Regions from separate parts of the Mus musculus genome. Here all the other regions are linked to region 2. The links are chromatin contacts, called in public ChIA-PET maps. All regions are on one chromosome and are shown on one strand. The core of a region is the stretch at or near the end of the contact, and the rest is flanking DNA. Distances in the headings are between cores, read along the strand shown.

Region 1 (2,700 bases), core at 125-2,624, 200 kb after region 2:
GAGAGAGAGAGAGATAATATCCAACTCAAATTCTGAGCCAGTTTTAAGGCAATGGGCTTTCCAGTCACAGCAGATGACCTCAGGCATCTGTGTCCCAGGGCTGTGCCACATAGGAGTGGAGTTTAAGCAGTACGACATGGAAAGCTGCATTTTCTAGAGGCCATAGTTGGAAAGTCAAAAGCAGCCAGGTGGAGTGGTGCACACCTTTAATCCCCACACCCAGGAGGCAGAGGCAGGAGGATCTCTGTGAGTTTGTGGCCAGCCTGGTCTACAGAGCAAGTTTTAGGTCAGTAAAGTGAAACCCTGTCTTACAAAATGACAAAAGAAAGTTTAAAAAAATCAATAGAAGACAAATTCTAACAATATAGTTTGTTTAGCCCAATATGTTCTAGAAATTCTCATTTCTACACTCAGCCATCTTTAAGTAACCATTGTGTGTCTCTGTTTTCCAAGCCAAACATCCAGAATTCGGGGAGCACCGGCAGCCAAACCCATCATGGCCTGAACCAACCTCACTTCAAGTGTTTAAAACACACATGTGCCAGACATGGTCTACCAGAAAAGGTTTGTGCCAGAAGCTCCCAAGGAAAGCATCAAGTTTTAAAACCAGCATTGTCTACGAGAGACTCATGATAGTCAAAAATAGAGGTGACATCCATTAGTAGCTGAATTCTCACTCAGTAAGAATCTAAAAGGTAGCCAGGCATGGTGGCAAATGTCTTTAATACCAGCATTCAGGAGGGAGAGGTAGGCAGATCTCTGTGAGTTGGGGGCCAGGCCAACCCAATCTACAAAGTAAGTTTCAAGACATCCAGGGCTATTACACAGAGAAACCCTATGGAAGTTAGCAGGGAGAGGGGGTAGGGAAGGATGAGATCAAACAGCAATGCTACAGATTCCAGATTCCAGGCCAGGTATGAGCACTGTGAACCTTGGAACTCTTTTGAATATATACATAGCTGTTTCCCTGAAAAGCACGGACCCCAAGAAGACTATAAGGTCAAAAATCAATGTCTTTGGTGTTTGCATCCACTCTTTTCCTCCTCTCCCACCCTCACTGCTTAAGCTCAGACATTCCTTTCTTTAATTACCTCTAGATGGTAGAGCAGTGTGTGGACTGACTGTCTATGCCCCGCCCTATTCATAAGAGCCCCAGGTGGTGGCATTAGGACTGGTCCTCCAGGAGATGAGGAAGCCAAGAGCAGCAGAGCTTGGAGTGAAATCCTTGCTCCTCTCAAAAAAACCACCGAGGCGCTCTTGCTTCTACCACATGACGACAAAGCAAGAAATTATCGGGTGCCTCTCTGAAGAGATCCGCAGCAGAACCCACCTACACCAGTACCCTGATGTCACACATCCTGTCTCCAGAATGCGTTTCTGTGGGTTGTATCCACAGGGGGTATGGCATTTGATTATAGAGCAGCAGTAAGAAGTCTAGACAGGAAGTGTGTGTTGATAGCACTCACTGTATCACGGGAATCCTAGATCTCCTAAAACGGGCATCTAAAATGAGGCATTTCCTGATCACTGGGATGCACTGTGTTCCCCTAACCCTCAATAGCCCTGTGATGAATCATCATTTTATTGCCATAGACAGACACCAACAACAAACCAGATTCAGAGAGGGTAAGCAAGCTGCTCTAGGTCAAACAATATATAAATGGCATGCTCAACATTTTAAGCCCACGTCTGCCCAATTCTGAGCCCCAATCTTGATAATCAAAAGAAGAAGATAAACAAATGGATTATAGCTAACGTCCCAGAAGGGAACTACCTACATATTCCTCATCTTAGTAAACCCAGAGAGTCAAGTTCAAATCTTAACTCTGCAGCTTGGAGAACTCTGATTTGCTCTGACATATTTGTTCAGACAAACAAAGTAAAATAAAGATGAGAATGTTTTCATCACGAATGGATAAGGTAAGATGATTGACTTTAAAAAGTACCTGCTGCTCCCATACATTGTGCTGCTCTCCATTTCTGACACTGGGGGATAGCTATAAGTTAGATGAACATCCAGCTCTCAGGAATACTGACAGTAAACAAGGAAAACTAACAAGGCCACCCCCAGGGATTGGTCAATGTCAAAAACTAGTGAAGACCTGGTATGGTAGAGCACATGTTTAATCCCAGCACTCAGAAGGCAGAGACAGGAGAATTTCTGTAAGTCTGAGGCCCTCAAGAGCTACATAGTGAGACCCTGTATCAAAAACCAATAAGTAAGAACAATAATTAAAGGAGACAGGGCGTGCAAACTGCTCGACCCTAGGCTTAGCACAAAGAGGGGATCGCTGTGAGACATAACATGGGCTTTGTTAACAAATGTCATTGGCTGGAAGCCAATATCCATTTCTTAATTCTCCTTGGAGACTGGGAAATCTACATCAAGGCACTGGCAGATTTTGTTCTGGTGAAAGTCCTCTTGCTGGTTGGAAGGTGGCCATCTCTGTGCTGTCCCCTCTCCAAAGAGGGCTCTGGGAGCTTCTTTTATAAGGATGCTAATTCTGCACACAAAGGCTCCACCCTCATAGCCTGATCACCTCCCCAAACCTCCATCTCCTTCTGCATCGCACGGAAGTTAGGATTTCAACATATGAAATTGGTAAACTCAAACATTCAGACTAAAGCCTTCTGCTCCTGACCCCCCAAAATCCATGTCTTTCTTCACTGTAAAGTGCATTCATCCCACCTTAACAGTTC
Region 2 (2,700 bases), core at 54-2,553:
CGCACTTTTTCCCTAAATTTTATTTTCATTAAACCTTCCACACTAAATACATGTGGGGCCATTTCTATTTGCTCACCCAGTGCTCACTCAGGCTGCCCCGAAGGCAAGTGGCTCTCAAGTGCTGCCTCCTGTCTTTCTCCAAGCCATTTCAGATACCTACTCTGCTGTCAGCAAAGACCATCAGCAGTGTGGCCGGAAACAGACATCCTCCAGCCGGAAATGGTCTGAGGTGGGGCGGGGCAGGGCAGTGTCTTGTTCCCACCCAAGCCTCTGAGATGCTTTGCACACAGGAAGCCAAAGCCCATAATCAGCTGACATCCTTTCTCACTTTCAGCAGGCTGCCTGAATAATTGGGACTAGAAGTGTCTGCTTTGATTGCTGTGGGGAGAAATGCTTAAATGTTGGTGAAAACCCTCAGTCCTGCCTCTTTTATAGCTGGGTTTCTTAGGAAAGCCCATCTCTGTTCTCTCCCATGCTTCAAGCAGAACACTAGAAAAAGGCCCCAAAGTGGTACAGCAATTGATGCTTGGGCATCTCCGCATCTCCATTCAATCTGCAGCCCACCAGGGTGCCCAGCAGCCCTGAGACAGGTTGGACCTTTGCTTGTTGAAATGGAGCCTCAAAGGAATTTTCTGCATGAGCAGAAAGAGACACTCTACCAATCGTCCTAGTGCCAGGAAAACGGGACAGCGTGGACCGGACCGCCACACATGGAACCCCTGTGGTCACACACACTCTGTGGCCACTGTCTGGACTTGGTGGGGGCGGGGAGAGTGTCTTACCTTAATTCCCTTCTGCTCTCTCACCTCTTCACCCACTCCAATCCCTTCTGTCCTCCCTTTCCTCTCCTTTTCTCCCTCTTACGCTTCTTCTTAGCACATCCCCTGCGCCCCCCCTCCACGCACACATACATACATACCACGCATGTACCCTTTTCTCCTTCTTAAGTGAAATAATTGAAAAACTTTTCCCCACTCGACTGAGAAGAATCAAATGCTAGTCCACTCGAAGCCCTCACCATCAGCCTGAATGCCACAGATGGAGACAATAAAGAGCTGCTCCTTTTGGGTGTTCAAGCTGGGGGGCTACCTGTGCGCAGAGCATCCTGATTTGCAGGACTTTCAAACAGGTCTCGTTTTCACTGTCCTGCCATCAGCTCATAGCTCAAGCTAGGGCTTCTAGCTTGCTCGGTCTTCACCCCCAGCCAGATGCCTGGAGGATGACTGAGAGATATTTGAGAGCAGTAGAGGCTGATCTGTTAAAGGCAGCCTTTGCAGAGCTCTGCTGGAGCCTGACTTAAGCCGGGCCCGCCCACTCACCAGCTTCCTCCCACACTCCCAGCCCACCCCCAACCCAAGGGGCTCACTGTATGGGAGAGGAAATGCAACCATCAGGGCCCCTCACTCGCTCTGGCTCTTCTGGAACCCTGGGAAGAACCACAGCGTGGTGTTCCCAGGGTCTGTGTTTCTGTAAGATTTGGGAGAGGAGTGTTTTAAACACAGATTAAACTGCTGTTTCATCTACTAAGCTCCCCACTCGCCCTCAGTCTTCTCTGATAGGATGGCTGTGGGCAACTGGGGATCCAACCCAGGAGCAGCTGCGGAGAGCACGTATTTCATGCGCAGTGAGTGGGATCCATTTCTAAGAGCCACAGTGACCTCTGTGTGTGCAAGTCCCTGCTGGTCATCCTGGAGTAGGAAAAGCTTAGAGAAACTTAGTGTAATGGCTGCAATAAATGTAGACATATCTCTTGGCACCTGGCAGCAAAGGCCTGTGGGTATCGAGAGGGGTAAGCCCAAGGAATGAGATACACAGAGCCAGAAGCAATTCTGGAGAATGAAAACTCAGTTCTCTTTGATGCCTGTCAAAATGGAGATGCGGAAATGTACTCAGTAAGGAGGCACGGGGAGAGATCAGTACACTGTACATTGTTTATGGAAATTGCATGAAATTTATCAGGAATCTTGCATTCGGCAGATTAGCATGACAGGGCTGCATGGAGCAAGCCAGTCTGGGTAAGAAAGCATGTTTTATTGCCTTCTGGTTATCAAGAACTTGAGTCTTGCTAGGGAAGAAGATTCCCTCTTTTTTTTCTTCCCATCCTCGTGTAAAATCATCAGATACAGAAATCTCAAAGTGTGCAAGCAAATTTTACAGCACAGAAGGCGATTTTAGAGATGTGCCAGAACGGTCAGTTAAAACATTGTGGTGATGATGTTGTTGTTGTTGTTATTTTGTGAGATTGGTTGCAGCCTTACAAAATTTCTTATTTCTCCTTTTCTAGAGAATCTCTTTAGAACATCCCATATTTGTCTTCTATATTATTTCCTTAAAACACACACACACATCTACACACACATGCACACACACGTACACACACACATGTACACACACACACATGTACACACACACATGTACACACACACACATGTACACACACACATGTACACACACACACACACTGCCAATTCTATAACGTTCCGGCCCTGCAACCTAGACCCTCCCTGAGGACAACCCACATGAATCTGGACAAGGCTTTTTTTTTTTTTTTTTTTCTCTGCATTAGAGAACTCAGCTCCAGGCTAGGGATCCATGATTCTGAGACAGTTTGCTTGGAGAATCCTGTGGGGTAGCCCTGGTTTTGAGGATACAGAGGCCTTTCTCATGATGGCTCCTATCCCAAGTTCTCAGGGCCGTACT
Region 3 (2,700 bases), core at 152-2,651, 160 kb after region 2:
AAACCTGACTAAAAGTGGATGGAACCTCAAAAGCTTGGGGAAAGCCATCCTTACTACCACAGAGTGAAGAGAATCTCACTTTGACTAAGTGCCTGCCCTGCTCATGATCTTGTGGAAGCAGCTCTACTAGATCTCGTCACTTTCCTATTAGCCATAAGATAACTCTCAGGGGGCTTGGCAGGTCCACAAGCCCATCCAGATGACCAGCCAATGGCCAGTTAGGATCAAAACCCTAACCTGACTAACCACACACTGCAGAAGGCTGTGCAAGTCTGCTGTGTCTTGGTTACTTTTTTTTTAACTCATGTGAATAGCCACCATGACCAAGACAACTTATAAAAGAAAACATTTAATTTGGGGGTCATGGTTCCAGACGTCCTTGGCCACCATGGCAAGGAGCATAGCCAGTAGGCCAGCATGGTGCTGGAGCAGCTGGGGCTTACATCTTAGCCACAAGTTGGGGGCGCAGAGAAAGACTGAGCTTGTTGTAGGCTTTTGAAACCTCGAAGCACACCCTCTGTGACACACCTCCTCCAACAAGGTCACGCCTCCTAATCTTTTCCCAAACAGCTCTACCAAGCATTCAAATATACGAGCCTGTGAGCCTTTTTCAGTCAAGCCGCCACACTCTAATACCCTTTCTGAGGGCAGCCTGTTCCCTTCATAGGATGCCTGGGAAGTTCTGTTAACTGGCATGGCTGGTGACTGTGCTAGGCCTCTTTGTCACCACCCAGAGTGGTAGTTCACTGGATCCATGACAGAAACCAGGTTGTGATCTTGAAAGTTCTAGATGTACTCTGTCCCTGTCCGTACTTACAACTTCCTTAAATATCTCTCTGTCTGTGTCATCTGGCGTCTTGAAAGCCACCCACCACTGCCCTTTCTTTCTAGCATCCATTAGTCCTTCAGATGGCCAACTTCACAAGCGAAGCATTGCCTTGGACTCTGAGCTCAGACACCTCCACCCCTCTCTGGCTGTTTTCCTCTCCCAGAAACTCCGTTAAGAGCTGTGGTTCCTCTGGTACCCAAGCCAGGCTCGGGCCTGAGGGTCAGTGCACTGGCTTCCCCCAGCCAGGCTGCTCAGCCAGCATCTACTCTTATCTCCCCCCCACACCTACCTTTTCCCTCAGCCAATCTCCAGGGACTGGAGGGCAACTACTCACCACCAAACAGTCTTTGAAGACTCTCTTCAGGCCATAGGGGAATGACGCCCAGTCCCCACACTTATCTCTAGTGACCAGGTTGGGGGGGGGGGGGGAGGGGTCTTTACAAAGGAGAAAAGAACACAGCATTTTTGCTTAGTTTTCTAACACAATAATTGACATTTTCCTCCTCACCACCTAAGATGAAATCAGCCTTCCTGTCCTCAAAGAAACAGCTGCAGAGACAGGAAATGGCTGGCCAGAAGCCAAAGCAAATGAAAGCAAGTAGGAAAGCCATTCTGACTCAGGGTAACAACAAATGATCCCAGATGATGACAAACACACAATCATGTGTCACTTAACAGAGTGACATTCCGAGAAACATGTCTGGAGTTACTTCCACTTGCACAAACATCATTGCTTAGCCGAGTGCTCGCGGTGGGCTCCTGGTAGCATCGGGCACTAGAATAACACGAGCTGTGAATGCTAGTGATCAACATGACACCAGGCTCTGTCTCTAAGTGTAAGGAGTGCACTCCAAAATAACTATTGAAGTAGAGACGGTAGCTGTAAAACAAAAACAAACAAACAAAAAAAAGCAAGAGATTTATTTAAAGATTTATTTATTTATATTTCACATGTATTAGTGTTTTGCCTGCATGTGTGTCTGTTTATCATGTGTGTGCAGTTCTTAGAGAAGCTAGAAGAGGCCATCAGAGCCTTTGGGACTGGAGTTACAGAAGCTGTGAGCTGTGGGTGCTGGGAATAGAACCTAGGTCCTCTGAAAGAGCAGCAAGTGCTACTCACAGCAGAGCTATGTCTCTACCCTGTAGTAACAGAATTTTCTTAGCATTGTCTTGTGTTGGGGACTGTATGTAAGTGTACTGTGCGTGCTATTCTTTTATAGAATTAGGAGTGGGTGGGTTTGTCTGTGTCAGCACAGCCCTCCAAACACTAGAGAGATGCCTCTTATGGCAATGCCACTAGGTGATGTGACTGTTTTGTGACCCTTTTTCTGCATTTATTTGTTTATTCATTCATTCACTCAGTGTGTGTGTGTGTGTGTTTGTGTGTGTCTATTTGTGGGTGCACGTGGGCACAGGCATGCACACGCACATGCCACCCTGCATGTTTGGAGGTCAGAGAACTATCGGAAAGAGAGCAACTTCTCTCTTTCCATCATGATCAAATCACCTTTGACAACTAAGCCATCCCATGGCCTTCCTTCATAATCCTATTGTACTATGTTGTATATATTGACTATTGTTGAGTTATAACACCAGTATGTGTCTCTGTATCTCTCTGTGTACCTCTCTGTCTTTCTGTCTCTCTCCCTATGTCTCTCTCTCTCTCTTTCTCTCTCTCTCTCTCTCTCTCTCTCTCTCTGTGTGTGTGTGTGTGTGTGTGTGTGTGTGTGTGTGTCTGTATACCTCTCTCTGACTCTCTGTGTCTTTCTGTATATCTCTTTATATCCCTTCTGTCTCTGTGTCTCTCTATGCATCTCTGTCTCTCTGCCTTCCTCTCTTCTTCCCTTCTCCCCAGTCCTGCTTGTCCTCTG

The links. ChIA-PET counts read pairs in DNA pulled down with a chosen protein or histone mark.
Region 1: an RNA polymerase II ChIA-PET map of memory CD8 T cells shows a contact between it and region 2, with 15 read pairs. The contact joins two enhancer-like sites. A contact is called at or near these places in 2 of 115 datasets of contacts at active chromatin or transcription factors (CD8 T cells and memory CD8 T cells) and 2 of 9 other capture datasets (embryonic stem cells and liver).
Region 3: an RNA polymerase II ChIA-PET map of memory CD8 T cells shows a contact between it and region 2, with 20 read pairs. The contact joins two enhancer-like sites. A contact is called at or near these places in 2 of 484 Hi-C or Micro-C datasets (muscle stem cells and nephron progenitors), 3 of 115 datasets of contacts at active chromatin or transcription factors (CD8 T cells, effector CD8 T cells and memory CD8 T cells) and 1 of 9 other capture datasets (embryonic stem cells).

Annotation. Positions count from the first base shown.
Region 1 is chr9:95,315,572-95,318,271 of GRCm38.p6, forward strand. No RefSeq gene overlaps it. Among named protein-coding and RNA genes, the nearest start is that of Gm32018, 6.4 kb to the left of the region's middle. Within about 2 kb of position 1,375, at least 32 of the 459 cell types and tissues checked have an H3K27ac peak or open chromatin away from gene starts, as enhancers often do. A contact at or near this core is called in CD8 T cells and memory CD8 T cells, where this site is marked.
Region 2 is chr9:95,120,043-95,122,742 of GRCm38.p6, forward strand. All of the region lies in intron 12 of Slc9a9 (solute carrier family 9 (sodium/hydrogen exchanger), member 9), which reads left to right. Among named protein-coding and RNA genes, the nearest start is that of Gm32018, 190 kb to the right of the region's middle. Within about 2 kb of position 1,304, at least 105 of the 459 cell types and tissues checked have an H3K27ac peak or open chromatin away from gene starts, as enhancers often do. A contact at or near this core is called in CD8 T cells, effector CD8 T cells and memory CD8 T cells, where this site is marked.
Region 3 is chr9:95,278,675-95,281,374 of GRCm38.p6, forward strand. No RefSeq gene overlaps it. Among named protein-coding and RNA genes, the nearest start is that of Gm32018, 31 kb to the right of the region's middle. Within about 2 kb of position 1,402, at least 65 of the 459 cell types and tissues checked have an H3K27ac peak or open chromatin away from gene starts, as enhancers often do. A contact at or near this core is called in CD8 T cells, effector CD8 T cells and memory CD8 T cells, where this site is marked.